Regions from separate parts of the Sus scrofa genome. Here region 1 is linked to region 2. Evidence: chromatin contacts called from public HiChIP or PLAC-seq data. All regions are on one chromosome and are shown on one strand. Each heading gives the region's core, a stretch centred on a gene start, on an enhancer-like site or on the middle of the called end of the contact. The rest is flanking DNA. Distances are from core to core; before and after follow the strand shown. Region 1 has its middle 9.0 kb from the start of JARID2. Region 2 overlaps LOC106504325 (a long non-coding RNA gene).

What was found. HiChIP or PLAC-seq counts read pairs in DNA pulled down with a chosen protein or histone mark.
Region 1: a contact with region 2 is called in an H3K27ac HiChIP or PLAC-seq map of alveolar macrophages, with 7 times the contacts expected there. The contact joins two enhancer-like sites. A contact is called at or near these places in 1 of 47 Hi-C or Micro-C datasets (fetal heart ventricle) and 2 of 2 datasets of contacts at active chromatin or transcription factors (alveolar macrophages and skeletal muscle).

What each region holds. Positions count from the first base shown.
Region 1 is chr7:11,347,307-11,351,169 of Sscrofa11.1, reverse strand. No RefSeq gene overlaps it. Among named protein-coding and RNA genes, the nearest start is that of JARID2, 9.0 kb to the left of the region's middle. Within about 2 kb of position 2,144, at least 2 of the 83 cell types and tissues checked have an H3K27ac peak or open chromatin away from gene starts, as enhancers often do. A contact at or near this core is called in alveolar macrophages, where this site is marked.
Region 2 is chr7:10,833,301-10,837,535 of Sscrofa11.1, reverse strand. The region is part of intron 2 of LOC106504325 (a long non-coding RNA gene); the gene reads left to right. Among named protein-coding and RNA genes, the nearest start is that of MIR9807, 76 kb to the right of the region's middle. Within about 2 kb of position 1,560, at least 24 of the 83 cell types and tissues checked have an H3K27ac peak or open chromatin away from gene starts, as enhancers often do. A contact at or near this core is called in alveolar macrophages, where this site is marked.

The DNA.
Region 1 (3,863 bases), core at 895-3,394, 510 kb before region 2:
GAAAACTGAAGAAAACAAACTCTGTCCTCAAAACATGTGCACAAAGTACTAGGAGTTCTCCTTGGTAAAAGGAACATCAGAGAAGACATTGAATGTAAAGTTAGGGGACCTCGAGACTCCACTCAACTGAGGGCGGGCCACGAGCTGCCCTGGCACTGAGCAGCAGAGGCCCCATTCCTTAACCACCTCCTCAGTCTACCCCTCCTCAGTCCCAAGACTCATGGATCAGCCGCAAGAATTCCAAAGTTCAGCCTCTTCTCCTTTTTTTTTTCTTTTCTCTCCTTCTAGCTTTCATTTGTTCATGCATTCATCCATCCATCCAAAGAGGACCCAGTGCCTGCTTAAAATGCTCCCCTTACTCTGCCCTCCCCCTCTCTGGGTCCTTGCATCACTCTTGCAAAGTAGCTCCCAACAGTCCTCAGACAGGAACAACACCTGGGGTGAAAAAAAGGAGGAGACACTAAATCGGGGTAAAGTCGAGAAAACCTAGGACAGGGCAGGGGGTCCACATTGTCAGAAGCTGGCCTTCGACAAAAAAAAAAAAAAAAAAAAAAAAAAAAGGAGTTCCTGTCATGGCCCAGTGGTTAACGAATCCGACTAGGAACAATGAGGTTGAGGGTTCGATCCCTGGCCTTGCTCAGTGGGTTAAGGATCCAGCGTTGCCATGAGCTGTGGTGTAGGTTGCAGACATGGCTTGGATCCTGCGTTGCTGTGGCTCTGGCGTAGGCCTGCGGCTGCAGCTCTGATTCAACCCCTAGCCTGGGACTCTCCATATGCTGCAGGAGCGGCCCTAGAAAAGGCAAAAAGACCAAAAAAAAAAAAAAGAAGCTGGCCTTTATTTTTATTGTTTTTATTTTTATTTTTTGCTATTTAGGGCTGCACCTGTGGCATCTGTGACCTACACCACAGCTCAGAGCAACGCCAGATCCTGAGCGAGGCTGGGGATTGAACCCGCATCCTCATGGATTTTAGTTGGGTTCTTAACCTGCTGAGCCACAGCAGGAACTCCAGAATCTGGCCTTTATTACTACAAAATGATAATGTCTTTTCGTGTCCCTATGTGCGTGAGATAAGGAAGGTAAGGGCTCTCAAACGGTGGACAGTACCTAGAAGGTTTTAGGCCGTTATGATTGGAGGCAAATATAAAGAGAAAAACTATAAAATCAGGGTGGATATTTAATTCGGTATAGCCTACAGGCAAGACTATACTGGGAATCTTGAAGGTTCAGGGTTTAGTCTCAGCTTTTTTGTGACTTTGGACAATTCATTTTGCCAGGCCTTACTTTCTTCATTTATGAAAAAGGACACTGTGGCCTAAAGACCTCCCCAAATCTATTATTCTATGATGCTGTACAAATCAAGGCCAATCTGGGTAATTTAGGATTATACCAATTTCACCCAGCACGGTTAATATAAATTTTAGGTACAACAGTACCTTCTTGACAGTGTATACACAGTGTATATACTGTCAAGTATATATATATAACTGTGAGCACAGTTCATGCTTGTTGAAAACCGATGAAAAGATCAGGCGCTCTCCTGTGTGCAGCAGGTTAAGGACCTGGCATTGTCACTTCAGCAGCTCAGGTCACTGCTGTGGATCAGGTTACATCTCTGGTCTAGGAACTTCCACATGTCATGGGCATGGTCAAGAACAAACATTAAACTATGAATAGATAGAGAGAAGATAGATCACAGCTTATGCTTAAGGCACTAAACATGAGACAAGGGGCTCAACTGGTAGGTGAATTCGTATCTCCCAAGCAACTTAAAACCCAAAATGTGTCCCATGGGATTCTATCAACCTAGAGGGCAGGAGAAACCAGGAGGAAGGAGGCTAGATTTGCCAAAGTTACTCTAGAACAGATCCTTGGAGATTCTTTAGCCATGTCAATATGACTGCAGCTGTCCCAAACTTTTCCAGGTCTCAGACACAGTCAGAATCACATTCTTTACTGTCTCCATTTACATACTTACAAAGCACCTAGCAAAGCATCTCCACATGGTAGGTAAAGGTCTCTGAAATAAATGAATGGAATTTGGCATCATGCCAACGATCATTTTGCTCACAAATAATTCTCTGCATCTGGAGTGCTCTTTCAAAGAGGTCAACTCCCACCAAGGAGTTGCAATTATTGAGGAAGTGAAACTGATTGACAAGTGGCACTTAAGGGATCTCCATTTTCCTTCCCAGCCAGCACTTCTCTTATGAAAGGAGAGGACAAAATGAAACATTTCACGTTACTTGAGTAACATAACACGCCCAGACATTTCATAAAGTGAGTCTAAATCTCGAGACCAGTGTGGACATATTTATCTGACAAATGGTATTTGTCTGCTGCTGTCATGGACTGAATTGTGCCCCCAACAAAAATTACAATGTTGAAGTTCTAAACATCAGTATCACAGAATGTGTCTGTATTGGGAGATAGGATCTTTAGGGAGGTAATTAAGTTAAAATGAGGTCATTACAGCGGGCCCTAATCCAATAGGGCTGGTGTCCTGATAAGAGGAAATTTGGACACAGACACTCCAAGAGGAAAGACCATGTGCAGACACAGGAAGAAAGAAGACAGCCATCTACAAGCCAAGGAGAGAGGCTTCAGAAGAAAATAAGCTGGTGGATGCCTTGTACTTAGACTTCTAGCTTCCAGAGATGCAAGGACATAAATTTCTGGGTTTTTTGTTTGTTTGTTTGTTTGTTTTTGTTGTACTTTTGCCATTTCTAGGGCCGCTTCTGTGGCATATGGAGGTTCCCAGGCTAGGGGTCTCATCAGAGCTGTAGCTGCCGGCCTACACCACAGCCACAGCAACATGGGATCCGAGCCGTGTCTTCAACCTACAACCACAGCTCAAGGCAACGCCGGATCGTTAACCCACTGAGCAAGGCCAGGGATGGAACCTGCAACCTCACGGTTCCTAGTCAGATTGGTTAACCACTGAGCCATGACGGGAACTCCAAATTTCTGTTCTTTATAAGCCAGCCAGTCTCTGTGCTTTGTTACCTCAGCTCCAGTGAACTAATACAGTTGTCTTGTAAATTTAGCCTTTCAAATGAAACTGACCAGTGGCCAGAAAGGCCTGAGACTGAGTTGTTTTTCTAGTAATGGGGAATAGAGTGTGTGGGTCTCTTGGGGCACCCACTTCCCCTGTGACGTGAATTTGCAAGACGAGGTGATACTGAATAGATGGCATTCCCAGCACTTGATCTCTTAGCCATGGCCAACTTGATCCAAACACTTTCGACTTTCTGGAGAACATGAGTGTGGGGGTCAGGGCAGGGTTGGGGGAAGGGGGCAAGCTTCTCAATTTTTAGTATTGTGGCCCAGGGATGGGTCCAATTTCCACAGCTGGGACAAGGGGATCCCTTTTAAGACTACCTTGTCCCCTCCAGCTTTCATCCTAGTTCCCTGTTTTATCCCAAGATCTAGCACCATCACTTGTCTATCTGAGGGTTTTTTTTTCCCTAAAGAAGAGTGAAAGATGAGTATCAAAGACATTGAATGTCTTTTTCTACCTAAAACATTTTATTTTCTTCCCCAAAATTTTTAAAAAAGAAGCAGCCAAAGTATTTGATTTTGCTAGTTTAGTAGATGGGCTTATACTGTAGTAGAGTATTATTCAAGTACAATTTCAATTTTTATAATAGTTGGCAATAATTTTGAAAGCCCAGCATAATAGCCTTTGCATCCTCAAAAGTAACTGGCTCTTGTTATTTATCCACAACCCAAATCACTATCTGGGTGAAGAGAGGCACTTGAAATATCTCCTTTCTCAAATCTAAGGTCAAGTTTGACCACAGATCATTTGCTGCTCTTTTAAGTAGTTAATTGGCCAACAGAGAGTTCTACCACTGGAATATC
Region 2 (4,235 bases), core at 311-2,810:
CCGAGAGTGACGCCTCCTTGCCTGGCGAGGAGGTGGGGGCTCGGGGGTGGGGCAGCAGTTTTATGATTAGAGCTGTCCGCTTAGCAGATTGCTCTGGAAGCTCTATTTAGGATAGACTGGAAGATGGGGGGTGGGGAGGTGAGCTTGTGTCCATGTTATGTTAAAAGTTAAATCAGGAGTCCTGTCGTGGCTCAGCGGAAGCGAATCTGACTAGTAACCATGAGATTGTGGGTTTGATCCCATCTGATGTAGCTGTGGCTGTGGTGTAGGCTGGTGGCTACAGCTCCAATTTGACCTCTAGCCTGGGAACCTCCATATGCCTCAGGTGCGCCCCTAAAAAAGCAAAAAAATAAAAATAAATAAGAGTTAAATCAGACAGAGAAGATGTGGACCAGGGACAGTGGGGAGTAGGTCAGTGTTTAAAGTCAACACACAGAGAGCACTGGTCAGAAGGACTGGCTGGTGGTCACTACTCCCATAATGCTAGCTCGTGCTCACCAAGGCCAGGAATGTTCCAGACACTGTGTATGTTAATTAATTAAAAATTTCTGTCTTTTTTAGGGCCGTGTGCACAGCATGTGGAAGTTCCCAGGCTAGGGGTCAAATCAGAGCTACAGCTGCCGGCCTACACCGCAGGCACAGCAGCTCAGGATCCAAGCTACATCTGCGGCCTACACCACAGCTCACAGCAACACCAGATCCTTAAGCCACTGAGCGAGGCCAGAGATCTAACCTGCATCCTCTTAGATACTAGTTGGGTTCATAACTGCAGAGCCACGGATGGGAACTCCAAGTATGTTAATTAATTTAATGATGAAGAAGCCCAGAGCTGAGCTCTAGTCTGGTTCTGCACTAACTAGTTGTGGGAGCCTCTTTGACTCAACTCTGCCCCCTGTGAAATGACTGAGTTACATCTGACAATCCCAGATGTCCCCCAGAGCTCTGAAATCCCATGACTCCTGACAGATGTCATTGTGGGTCACCTAGAGTGAGCACCCACGCCTCAGGGACCCCAATCTAGACTCTTCGAAGGCTCTCGGATCAGGGACCTTGGGAGGTCGGTCCCTCTGTCCAGACTCTTCTCTTGGCTCCCTTCTGATATTTTTAGGTTCTCAAGTCTCCCTTGCAGATGGATTCCAACCATCTGCCCTTCAGACCTGCCCTTCCCTTCGGGCCCCCTCCCCACCTTCATCCACCACATTCCCCTCCCCCCTCCATCACTATTGTGTCATTAACAAAACGCCCCAGACCCTTGCAGAGCCCCTACAGCAGAACCGTCCCGAGAGAGAAGCAGTGGATTTAATAAGCTTCCCCTTAAATGGCCCCAAATCCCTTCCAGTGATTAGGGGGGAAGAGCTACACACAGGAGGACACACCTCCCGGTGCAGGAGGTGAGGGAGGGAAAGAATAAAGGAAGTCCCCCCCCCCCCCCCCCCCCCCCGGCCTCAGGGACCAAATTAAAAAGGCAGCACCGCTTATTCAAAATCAGATGAATGTCAGTGGGATGTTTGTCAAACAAACTTGTCAGTATTTGTCAAATTTGAGGAAGTATCAGTCAGTAGCCGCACTTGAGCATGTAACCGAGTTATTTATAGCTGCCAGTTTACAGTTTTAACTAATGCAGGGCCAGGGTTCTCCTTGTAAAAGCTTTATTTATAATGATTGTGTGGCTATAAATAGCTGGGTTCTCTGGGTGTCACAGACAGCTCCCCCGCTGTTGTGCCAGAGCCCAGCCAGGAGGCATAGAACCCCAGGGGTGAACCCCGTTTTGCTCTCTTGGTGGGGGACCCTGTCCGTGAGTCTTTGGCTGGGGTGTTTCACCCTCTTCCTCAGCGTGCCTTTTGGAACGAGGTGTTGTGCTCAGCCGTGTTCCCAGGAGACGGTAGACGTAACTTCATTTATTAACAGCTGCCCAGAGATGTCCCTGGAAAGGCTGAAAGGGAGCTTGTGCGGCCCCGCCCTCTTTGTGCCTATTTGGGGACAATGAGCTAATTACAATCTCTTTCTCAGGCTGGAGGGTGGCGGGAGATATCCTGTTATTCTCCAGACCAGGCAGAGCTCCAAAGGTTTGTTTACAGCTTCAGATTTAATTTGACCCACGGTGATAAGCTCTTCTAAAAATAAGTGGGCGTCAGAAATTTAGGAACTTACTCGTTCCTTGGGTCAGGAGACCCTTGGGGTGGGGGGTGGGGCAGCAGAAGAGAGCAGCCGTGTGGGGACATACATTTTACGTGTCCAGCACGAGGTACGTCAGCTCAGAAACTGGGCATTTTACTAGTATGTTTGGCACATGGGCCTTATTTTTACCATCTCCCCCGCCCCTGAAAGCTAATCTCTTTGTCATATTGAAATTTCTGGTTTTCTCCATTTTCCCATCCCATCCCAGCCCCCTTAGACTCCGTTTTAATACTCTTAGGCTCTATCTTATTTTGCCAGGCTTTTTTTTTTTTTTTTTTAAGAAAAGGTGTGGCTATGGAAAAAAACGTATTGGATCTTAATTTGCAAAATTAGTTCTGGTTCATTTTATTGCTGTAATTTAATACTCATAATGATTTTCTGACACATATGTTTTAGCAGCAAGCTTTACTTCCTCTTCATTTTTCATCCCCGATTCCGCTGAAGTACATTAGTCAGGCTGGTACACAGAGAGCAGCCGCCCACGGGAAACTGACATCCCGCTGCCAACTCGGCAGGCTCTCCGACCATGCCGAGCCCCTGTGAGTGTGCAGGTAGGCACATCCAGGGATTTAGGGCACAAGGAGACAGGCAGGCGGTACTTGTAGAAAAGGGTATGATCAGTTTTTTTCTTTCATTATGTCGTCATCAGCATCTTCATCATTGTCATCATCACTGCAATTCTTTGTCAAGGAGGCTGTGAGATGCATCCTATTTGTTTTTGTTTGTTTTTGTCGGTTTTTTTTTTTTTTTTTTGCCATTTCTTGGGCCACTCCTGCGGCATATGGAGGTTCCCAGATTAGGGGTCAAATCGGAGCTGTAGCTGCCAGCCTACACCAGGGCCACAGCAACGCAGGATCCGAGCCGCGTCTGCGACCTACACCACAGCTTACGGCAACACGGGATCCTTAACCCACTGAGCAAGGCCGGGGATTGAACCTACAACCTTATGGTTCCTAGTCAGATTCGTTAACCACTGCGCCACGACGGGAACTCCCGAGATGCATCCTATTTGAAGCTCGCCCACTGGATTTGCAATAAGGAGAGCCTGCCTAAGTACTGACCACAACACTCCAGCGGATGCAGGCCGTGGATGTAGAGGCCCCCGTGGTGTAGGACCCTGAGGAGGTGCTATGTGTCCAGACCCAGGTGCTAGGGAGGGCATCCTGGAGGAAGTGGCCCCAGGTTGACACCTACAGGTGGTTCCTTCAGGCGGCAGCTGTGTCTTTTTGTTTCTGTGCCGATACCTCCTGACATCATAGGTGCGTGGGAAGTATTGGTAAAGAGAACAAGTGAAGGCTTAGTCATTCTTGGCATTTGACTGCCCTTACGGGAACACTTCTGTTGTGCATTTGCAACACGCAAGTGACTTAAATGAAAACTTAAAGAGAAGAGAGACTTCTGGAGTGTGTGCCCTAATGTGGGATGAGGCGCACCTTGTAGCGGATGCACTAACAGCCTATCAAGGTGATACGCTCTCTACTGAGCAATGGCCAAGTGTCTAAACCAAGGGATCGGGAATAAACCGGAATAGTGTGCGGGTTGAGGCGAATTACTTCGGTGGCCTGAAATGATTCCCTCCCCGTTTATGTTGGGACGTGCCTTTACCCACACAGGGGGCTAAGACGTCCTGTGCCCCCAGTTCCAGGTTTGTGCTGAAGGAGGCGGCATTGAGCCAGAGGGAACAGGAGGAGCTCAAGGGGATGGACCTCACTCCCAGTCCTTCCTCATTCTCTGTCATTTCTTCGCCGAGATTTTTACTATCTCCATGATCGGTTTCACCACTTTAAAAAGAGATTCTCGGGAGTTCCCGTCGTGGCGCAGTGGTTAACGAATCCGACTAGGAACCATGCGGTTGCAGGTTCGGTCCCTGCCCTTGCTCAGTGGGTTAAGGATCCGGCGTTGCCGTGAGCTGTGGTGTAGGTTGCAGATGCGGCTCGGATCCCGCGTTGCTGTGGCTCTGGCATAGGCCGGTGGCTACAGCTCCGATTCGACCCCTAGCCTGGGAACCTCCATATGCTGCGGGAGTGGCCCAAGAAATGGCAGAAAGACAAAAATCA